Regions from separate parts of the Rattus norvegicus genome. Here region 2 is linked to region 1. A link is a contact called in public Hi-C data. All regions are on one chromosome and are shown on one strand. Each heading gives the region's core, a stretch centred on a gene start, on an enhancer-like site or on the middle of the called end of the contact. The rest is flanking DNA. Distances are from core to core; before and after follow the strand shown. Region 1 holds the start of Tnik (TRAF2 and NCK interacting kinase). Region 2 overlaps Tnik (TRAF2 and NCK interacting kinase).

Evidence for each region. Hi-C and Micro-C count contacts between places; a contact is called where the count stands out from the background.
Region 2: a Hi-C map of psoas muscle shows a contact between it and region 1, with 1.7 times the contacts expected there. The contact joins the enhancer-like site here to the promoter of Tnik in region 1. A contact is called at or near these places in 2 of 12 Hi-C or Micro-C datasets (frontal cortex and psoas muscle).

The regions. Positions count from the first base shown.
Region 1 is chr2:113,110,061-113,115,395 of GRCr8, reverse strand. It overlaps Tnik (TRAF2 and NCK interacting kinase), which reads right to left and starts at 2,459. Exons shown (of 31, transcript NM_001106422.1): 1 at 2,036-2,459. The coding sequence starts at 2,092.
Region 2 is chr2:113,372,469-113,377,576 of GRCr8, reverse strand. All of the region lies in intron 4 of Tnik (TRAF2 and NCK interacting kinase), which reads right to left. Among named protein-coding and RNA genes, the nearest start is that of Slc2a2, 170 kb to the left of the region's middle. Within about 2 kb of position 3,121, at least 22 of the 93 cell types and tissues checked have an H3K27ac peak or open chromatin away from gene starts, as enhancers often do.

The sequences.
Region 1 (5,335 bases), core at 1,210-3,709:
CTCTTTGCACACCCCCAGTGCAGGCAGAGAATTCATTGGGCTTCCAGGGTGACAAAGAGCAACCCAGTAAATCACACAAAGATATCTGTTCCAAATACACATAGCAGAGCCCGGGTCTCCCCAAGTGTCCATCAAGGCGCTCTGATGACAGACAGGTTCTGTGCTTGGTATCTCAGAAGAACCTTGCCCACAGGACCTAGTCCATCCCCACCCCACCCCCAACTTAAAAATCACATCAGGGAGAATGATGCTAAGATTCCTGCCCAGCCTGCCTCATTGTTCAGGGCTCTACCTCTTAGCCACTCCTCCTTGCCCAAGTCTGGTCCACCTGATTAACTCACACCAGAGCAACTCCCAGACAGAAGTGCAGCCTGAGAGCAACACACAGCGGGTAAGGAGGAAGCCGCGCTGGTTTAAAGCACCCACTCTGCTCCCAGCCCCCACACTCAGCTACTCACTGGTTCTGGATGTGGCCTTTGGGCACCAGAGAAAACAGCTTACTGTAATCATGCATGAATGAGCTTTGGGCGCCTCACTATCCCAACAGGCCATTTCAAAGGGCAGTCAGTCCTCAACCTGAGTGCTGTCTGTCTGAATCTTCACCTCTCGGGACCAAAAGATAAGGAAAGGGGCAAAGATTCAAGGAGAGGGATGAAAAGAGGCTCATGGAGCCGGAAGAAAAGTATCACTTCCATCAGACAGGTACCTAGCCCCTTCAAATATTTGTAGAGAAAGGAAAGGGCACAAAAAGCTTTGGTAGACACCAAATGGCCTCAACATTTTAGCATCAATCCAACAATGTGTTCCGGAGGACCACTGAACTCCCACCCCTACTGGCAGTGGGTGACACGAGATACCATCTCTTAGGTCTCACCTACCCTCCGGGCATCAAGTATATTCGTCTGTTATTTGTTTTATTTTTAGTTCATGAAAGGAAGAAACTAGTCGAACTGAAATTGGTGTCCAATCTTTCTGAGATGCCTGCTGCTGCTGCTGCTGCTGCTGCTGCTGCCACTGCCACCACCCCTCCTCACCCTCTTCCTGGCAGGCAGCATCTAATTAAAATGGCAAGAACGCTCGGCCCCCTTCCCCGAAGGAGTGTGCTGGGATTAGAGGTGGGGGTGGGGAAGCGTCGAGGCTGCAATGGGATTCCTGGCAGTCTGATTTTCAAACAACAGCAAAATGGATTCTGGATCACTAAAGTCTTATTCAATACAATGGAACGATGTCTGAGGTGTTTCAGAAGGTAAAGGCAAAGCGTTGGGGCTGGGGGAAGGGAATGTGTTTTACAAAGGACTGGTCACAGACCCTGGACACACACACACACACACACACACACACACACACACAGTCTCTCCAGGGAGTTCCGGTGTGGTGGGGAGAAACGTCTCTTTCACCTGCTGAAGTTCAGCCATAAAACTGAAAGGTCACAGTCACCGAGGGAAGGAATAGGCAGGGCTGAGTTCAAACCACAGATAAAGGTGAGTGCACTCTGGCTGAGCCAGAGCCCCAACACGGGAGGCAGAACCCGGGAAGGGAATCAGTTACCACCTACAAGACCAGCCCAGAACAGCAATTACTGCTCCCTTGGAGTAGCAGGGTTCGCTGGTGGGGACAGCTAGCTCACGATGGCATCTTGCAGGTAGCTGGCAAACGTGGAGGGCCAGTGCCTTTCTTCTCGAGGAGAATCTTTTTGCAGCAAGGAGCAGTCGGGTCTCGCGCCTTGGCAGGAGACAGTTGCCCGGGTGTACACACACACACACACACACACACACACACACACACACACACACACCAGCCTTTCATGTAATGCTCTTACACCGATCGAAGATGAAACTGACATAAGCTCCCCCAGCTTCCTTGCGGAGCCTCGGGAGCAGCCAAGGAGCACAAGGAGAGCCCAGCCCCTGCTGTAGGGGTAGGGTCTCAGCCTAGAACCCTTAGGCTGCCACGGAATCAGAACAGGAAGGCAAGGAACGTTCCCTCTCCCAACCCCAGACCATTGGAAAGAAAAGAAAAAACACGTTCTGCTCACCCTCAGGGCGGAGAGATCGATTTCATCCAGGCTGCGAGCTGGGGAGTCGCTCGCCATGTCGACTCTTCGCGGGAGAAATGGACCAAAACCACCCCGAAGCGTCTTCCTTGGCAATTCCACCCTGGTCTATTTCGCTCGCGTCCTCATGCGGCTGTCCGCCAGAGAGGCCCGGGGCCCAGCCTCCCCCGCCCACCCGGGCCCCAACAAGAGTCCGATCCCGATCTTCCGAGAGCGTCGATCCGCGGGATCCCGGAGCCCGACCTGCGCGGATCTCCAAGCCCGGAGCCGCGGTGCGTGTGGGCTGCGCGCCCTGATCGGCTAAGGGCGCTGGGGCTGCGTGGGTGTATTTAAATGGGACATGCTTCTTTGCTTGTGCGTGGATGGCGGCTGCATTGGCTGTTATAATGAGACATATCAACTCCTCCACTCAGCTGGGGGGGTGGGGGTGGAGAACCACACAGAACTGTCTATCACCGCTTCCTGGGAGGAGTGGGGGGGGTGGAGGCGTGGTCTCCGACTGGGGAGAGGCCGCGCTTCCTGACCGGGTCCCTCCGCCACTAGCCAGGGTGGGGGAGGGGTACGCACCCTTTCCGCCCCAGCTTTCGTGGGTTAATAGTGCTGAATCTAAAGAGCCGTGCTCGAACCTCTCTGTGCAGAAACCTGAAAGCTATTTTTATTATGTCCAATTTGTGCACTGCACCAAAATGGCTCTAAGATCGTATCTTGGGGTTTCTTGACTGCGTTCTGAAAAGGGTGGTGGGGAGAGGCAGCGGGGGGTGGGGGGAGGCAGCAGCGTCTTCCCTCCCCCATTAATTATTTGTGGGGCTGGAGTAAAGGCGGGCCGGTGCAACCGGTGCATATAAGGACTTGTGCGCAGGGAAGGGGATCCGCCTCCCCGCGCAGAGCGAGTTGGGGAGACTCTCACACGCGCTGAGCCGGCAGCCTGGCTTTGGTGCTGGGCAGTGGTCACCGGGTCACGGTCATTCGCGGCCCCTGGGTTGTAGGAAGGCAGGCCAGAGTCATCTGTGGTTCTCCCAGCTGGGTAGATTAGCTAGAAGCTGGAAATCCGAGAGATGTGAGCTCTGTCTCGACATCGCCACACCCAAGACCTGCGCGTGCCGCAATTCCCCACGGAAATGACCGAATTGAAAAGAGAGGCTTTCTCCCTGGGTGCAGTAGCTCGAAGGCTTCAGGTGACTCCCAGGCCGACATTAATTGGGCAATATAGTGCTGAACTCCACGTTTCCTCCGCTGCGGCTTTTCCGCCCCTGACCTACCCTGATAGATGGAGAAAGTTTGGCTCCGGGATAGTGAGCAGTGACCCACGAGCTATTTGACTTCGCTCGTTTTCTCACTCAAAAGCTGGGTGTTTGCAGTGGTAACCGGACTTTCTTTATCAAAAGTGTAGTCACTTCCCACAACCCCCGGGCGGCCCTTCCTCTCTCCTAGTTTGGCCACACAAAACAAATCGGAAGAAAACATTTATACTCAACTCTACACTCACTGCAACTCATGAATAGTTCCGAGAGTGTTCCTCTCACAACTGCTGAAAAAAGAGGCCAAGCGCATTGGGTTTGGTTTTTTTCTTGACTTTCTGTTTTGTTTTCTTTTGGGGGGAGTAAAGGTTCTTTTGATTTATATTATTGGTTGGTTAGCTTGGTTTGGTTATGAGACAGACCTTAGGTACTTTCAGGTGTCTTTGCTTAACAGTGGAGCTGAGGAAGGCCTTGAACTCCTCATCGTTCTGTCGGTACCTCCCAAGTCCTCAGACTGCATGCGTACACCAACACCTGGGCTGGTGCTACATTTTTTTTTTAAGTCATGAAGTGTAAACTAATTATGAGCTTCAGAACAAGTTAAATGAATGAATGAACAGACGAACGCTAACGAAGTTAGTGCTAGCCGGACTGTTTAGTCCTGGACTCAGTGTGGCCAATCAAGTGCTCTCTAAACCCCACCAATAAACTAGAATGCTGTTCCGACAACAAACAAATGTCAGTAATGGGTTGGGAGCTTTTGCCTTTAAGGCAAAGTAGCTTTAAATGTTTTAAAAAATATTTTAAAGGCTCCATTTGTCTTTGGATTCCCCCACTGAAGTCATTCCGCTCATTAATAAGTGCTGAACCATAAGCCACCATGAAGGGACCACATAGAAGCCATCTTTCCCTCCACTACTGTTTCCCTTGTATGTCATCTTTTTTCTTTTTTTAAACTCACCCTTCCTCTAGACAGCAGGTTAACCTATGTCTCAAGGTGAGAGAAAGTAATTTCAAATTAGAGTATTGGAATTCATAAGCTGGGCTACTTCTGAAGCTTCAAACTTGAAACTAAGAGATAAACACTCTCATAGAAAAGTAGTACAGACTTATGTGAAACCACAAAAAGAACTTTTCCCCTGAACCTAATAACTGTCTCAAGGTTCTACCTTGGAGTTTACGATTGGTTCAGAATAGTACACAGCACTGTGGTTACTTCTGAGGAAGCCCTGCCTCCAAGACAGTAAGGATGGATGTAGCCTCAAATAGGGATCAGCAAAGTGCACTCTGGGTAGTGAGGGGGGAAGGGGGAGAAAGCAGTGGCAGGCTAAGGGTGGGAAATCTTAGGACCAGGAGAGGGCTGAGGGCAGATCAGCCAGAACCTTGCATGCCCTATCCAGGAACATCAAACTCTCTTCTTTAGGCCAAGTGCCTATCAGATTTCAGCTACTCCATCAGACGTTCTGATTTCTTTCCCTGTCTGAATACTGTCTGTGTTCTTATCAACAGCTCTTCCATTTTGTTTAATTTAAAAGAAAATGTAAGCCACTACTATAAAAAAAAAAAACCTACTATTAAAAAAAAAAAAAAGCAGTCTGAACATAATAGGGCCCCAGGCCTTAGTAGGCACCAAGACCTTAGCACCACTGACTCCATGATAGAAGTACCATTCAGCTGTAAAAGTTAGCATGTAGACCGCGCCATCTGCTAAAACTAAAACATAGGCCTAATCCATCAAAGTCTGCAGTTCTAGGAAAGTCTCTAAAAAGCACTAGCATTGCCTTTTGGCTTCTGTGGTTCTGCTCCTGGCTAACTGTTCCTGTTAACTGTAGTATGTCCAACCCAGGACATGGGTTTTGTGCTTAAAAACTCACCCTGAGAAAGGCTGTGGGCTACACTGGGATCCCAGCATAGTTGCTGGCTGACTAATAAACACTTTGTTCTGGCTTAAACCTGTGTCTGGGCAGTCTTCTCTGGTGAGTACCCCACTGTACTAGATAGACCCCCTCCTATAGAAAGAAGAGCATTCACGTCAACGTAACGG
Region 2 (5,108 bases), core at 1,872-4,371, 260 kb before region 1:
ATGCTTCAGTGCCTGGAGGATGAACCAAAAACACATACTGGGGCACATGATGAAAGCATCTTCCCACACGAGCCGAGCATGTCTGTGTCCTTACCTCCAGTCACATTTTGGAAAAGACATAGTGGCTAGACCTCCCAGGGATGCATCAACAGCTCTCATGTCATTTAGAGAAAATGTCCTACTATTGGGTCCTATTAGGCCACATAATTGTGGTCCCCAAAGAGAGAAGTGGAAGCCAGCAACTCCAGCCTTTCAAAATTAGATTGGACAAAATACTTTCAAATGTTCAGTCGGAAGCACGCCGGCTCTAGCCAGGCACTAATGTCAGTGATTTCTATAATCTGTTCCTCTGTTCAACTGCAGCTGAAGGCCTCTCCATTCTTTTCATCTCACTGAGGAACGAAATGATTGTTAAATTATGTAATGGGACTCTAAAGAAAGAAAGAAATCGAAAGAAACCAGAACTTGCCAGCAATGGGTTCCTACATCCACAGGACAACACTGATAATTACTGCCACCACACAGCAGGGACCTTCCCTCCCCGCAAGTAGCCCTATCTCATTAATAAGGAGACACAGGGCTCAACATGCCGAGCCCAGCTGAGTGAGGCAAATCAAGAACTTTACATCTCACACGGAGGATGCAATGGATCACTAATATCTCCCTGGAAAGAACGTTTTCTGGGAGTTTATACTAAGGCAATGAGACACACCATCACTCACATAGAGCTTAATGTGCTGGGTACTTAACAGCTTGGTGGTTTACAAACAAAAGAAAAAGTAAACAAAAATCTTTTACACGGCTCTCGTCCTAGTTCTGTTATGAGAACTGAGATTTCTATGGCCTTTGGCCTTACCCATAGTGAGTATTCATTAAGTACTCAAGGCCGACTTTAAAAACATCATCTTAGTGGCTTCGTGACCTTAGAGGCTGCATCAGTTACTTGACCTGTTACAAAGGCATGTTGTGTCACAGCCCAAAGGCATAGCCTATTGCCCTGAGTAAGGAGGAGTGTGGGGAGACAGAAGCATCTGGTTACATGGTATCCATAGTCAGGAAGCGCAGGAAGACGAGTGCTTGTGTTCATCTGGATTTCTCCCTTTTGTTCAGTCTGGAACCCCAGCTCATAGAATGGTGTCACCCTAGTGGACAAGCCTTCTAGATCAATGGACATAGTCAGATATTCCTTCACAAACATAGCCAGAGACTAACCTACATCATACATCACAGACGTGGCCAGAGGGTTTTCTCTTGGGTGATTCTAGACCCTATAAATGTTTCTTCTGTTTTTTCTTCCCAGTCCCATGTTCCCAGAGATAAGACTCAATCTCAAAATGTCTATTGGCCATATAGCTAGGCTTTTCTGTAACTAGATCATAACTTAAAATAACCCATTTATTCTAGTTGACATTCTGCCGTGTGGCTGGTTACCTGAGCTCAAGTGCCATGCGTCTGTCTGGACCTCACCTCTTCTAGGGTGAATCTCCCACTTGGCTGTATCCCAGCCTCTTTCTACCTCCTGATGCCCCCCTCCTATTTCTTGCCTAAGCTATAGGCCATCACATTCTTATTGGCAGGGGCCAAATCCATACAGACAAGATAGTCCCTCTGTAAGACCCTGTCAACTTGATAATAAAGATAACCACCAGGGACACATTCCCTAACCAGGCCCATCCCATCTCCACTCTGGTAAAATGTTATGAATACGATGGCTCTGGGTTTGAAGTGTTTGTCATGCAAACACAAAGACCTGAGTTCCACACACAGCACCCAGATAAAACTGCAAGAGCTACCTGCACTTGTCAGAGTAGTACTGGGCAGGCAGAGACAGGAAGATCTCCAGAGCTTGGTAGCCTAACATTCTAACCTAATTGGCGACCTAATTGGTTAGAATAAGAGATGCCCCAACTTGTACATACACGCATACGTGCGCGCACACGCACACACACACCCCCTACACAGACACACACACAGACAACACCAGAGGTCAACTTTCTGCCTCCTGGTGCTAACACACACATATGCAGGTACATTGCACAAAAGTTAACATGCATATACATGAAGCATAGACATACAGCTCTGAGGTGAACATTTGTTTCACTAATAAATGAAAAGCTGTCAGTAACTAAACCCCTCAAATACATATTGCTTACTGCCTCACAGCATGGTCACTCTGTCCTAAAGGTCGACTTCACTTGCATGGTAATGACACAGGGCAGAAGGGGCTTGAAAGGCAACGAGCACAGGTGCTTCTAGGCCTCTGATAAACAGCACAAGTCATTTTGCTCAAGTTTGTACCACAAAACAAGGAGACAGTCTACCCTGCAGACAACATTTCGGTCTGTGCACAGTAATGAAAGTGTTGGACAGGATACCGAAAGAAATCTGAGGTTTAAAACTCTCCAGTATCATCTGAACAGCTGGGTCAGAAACGATTCATACCACTTGGGAAGAAAGAAAGGAGGCTAAATTGAATGTGGTGAGAGAAATGTGCTTAGGCAGATGGGGACTGGCTTGGGGCCTGAAGGATGTATTCTAAAAAGAGCATGGTTTAATGTGACTAGATTATAAAAAAAAATGCTTGGATTACTTGGATAACTATGTCTGTCTAAGTGAAAAAGGTTGTTTTCTAAGAACTGAGTCCTGACACATTTCACGATTCGCATGGTCGATCGTTAGAGATTTTTGCCAACTGCCTTACATTACTAAGAAACATAATATTGTCTCTTTACAGTGATGGGGTAGAGATATTACTTGGTGCTGGAGTACATGGGAAGCTCTGGTTCCAATATATCTCTGTCTCTCTCTGTCTCCGTCTCTCTCTTCTCTTTCATGTGCACATACACAGGTATATATATAAACACATACGCACATATGTAGATACATGCACACACATGTATGCAAACACATGTATACATGCATGCATGCACACATGTAAACACACACAACACACACACATACAAACACACATACATATATATACACATACACACACACACACACACACTCACGTATGCACGCACACACACATGCATGAATTTCCCCAGGACTGTGCTTTATTCTCCACCTACCCTAGACATGACAGAAGCATGAGTCAGTCCTGACATCAGTCTTTACAAGGCTCAGGCACAGTTCTTGGCAGAGAATCATGAAATACAACAGTTTCATTTTACAGACTCAGTGACTTCTGAGGGGATTCTGAAAGTCAATTCTGAGATGATTTCCCAGGTCCCTAAAGGATTCAGTCCCTTGCTAGTTCATCAGTTTTAAGTTCCTATAACAAGGAACAAGGTCTCAAGATGGCATTTTAATGCTGTAGGTCCTAAGGCAGAATGCCTGGACAGGAATCCACCAGTCAATCACCCACAAAAATAGGTGACAGTGAGTAGATCCTTTCTCTTTAATGGGCATGGGAGGGTCAGGCAGAAGAGGTGGGAACAGGGCCAAGGGCTGGAGTTCTTCCTAGGATGAACCAAGCCTCTGAAGAGGCTAAGACAAGGTTAGAAGCAACTTCCAAGAACTCCCAGCCCAGTAAAGAATCAGCCTAGTGACCTTGGAGGCTTTGAAACCTCAGGGAGGAATGTGGTATTTTTATCTTATGTGGTTGGGAATAACCACAGATCCCATCTGCATGATTTATGAAGGTGTGAACCAAACTCAAAATTCAGCAGCTTTGTAAGAAAAGGCTGATTCACTTGCCAGGGGTAGTTTAAACCTCACAATAGGAAATGCCTTCAGACAGAAACACAAAACCAACCTCAACAGCCTCGAGTATTCAACTCTAAATGAGCGTGTATTGAGGTTTAAAAAGAAAAAAATTATTTTTAGACTTGAGAATTCTCAAACAAAGTATAAGTTATGCAAAGATAAAAGGACTGCCAAGCATCCCAAAGGCTGTCGATAAGGCTTGCGGACAGGCTTTTACTCTGCTAGTAACAAAGGCATTTTGAGTATTCTGAGCCAACTGGTATTTTTAGCAAGCAAAGCTTGCCTACAGGCCAAGACCATGGTATCAGTCATCCATGTCCAAGCAGAGTCTGTGTGACAGCATTACATTTCACAAGTAGCCATGTGAGAACTCCTGGGTAATTTCCTTAGTAAGAGTGAATCACCACATACATATGAGCTCCAAATATTCTAACAAAAGACTTAGAAGAAATGTAGGCTGAGGCAACAGCTCAGCTAGGAAATGCTTTCTCCACAAACATGAGGAACCAGATCTCTGGAACCCATATAACTACACAGGCAGGGGATGCTGGAAAAACAGAGACAGGCAGGTCCCTGGAACTTAATGAACAAGCTTCAGGCCAAGGTCTTGTCTCAAAACTTAAGTTGGATGGTTCTTGTGGAATAGTACTTGAAACTGTCCTCTAGCCTACACATATACCCTACCACAGATACATAGATTTTTACACACACACACACACACACACACACACACACACACACACACACACACACACACAAATAATAATAATAATAATAGTGATGTATAATTCTGTATCTCAAAACATTAAACAGAAAGGAATTAGGAGTAAGGTTTTAGTCAGGTTAAAAGAAGGGAAAGTCAAGCTGTGGAAATGTCTCACTATTATAAGTAATAGTACTTTCTAGGCAAGCAAGAGGCTATGACTTCAAATTCCTAACACCCTTGTAAACTCTAAGCTGCATGTGATGATATAACCCAAGTGCTGGGTCACAGACATTTAGGTGGATCATGGGTGACCACAAGGCAGGCAGCCTAGTCAAAAGGAGCATTGAGTTTGGAGAAGACACTTTGTCTTCAAAATAATAATGTGGCAATAAGACTGAGGACAATAGCTAATGTCCTCCTCTGACTTCTGTACACATTTGTGTGTAGGTGTGTGTTGTGGTGTGTGTGTGTGTACACATTCAGTGCTCCCCACCCCAAATAGAAAAACCAAAACCAAACCAAAAAACCAAATAAAAGACATAGACTTCAAGTGTTGACAGCTGAAGGTCCTGAGAAGCGAGGTGTGAACAGGGGCTTTAGGTCAATGTTAATCTAAAATGGGAGCCAGGAGCTTCACGATCAGTTCTAAATATAGACAAAGTCGTCCTTTTGCTTATGTGAAGGCAGTTTAAAC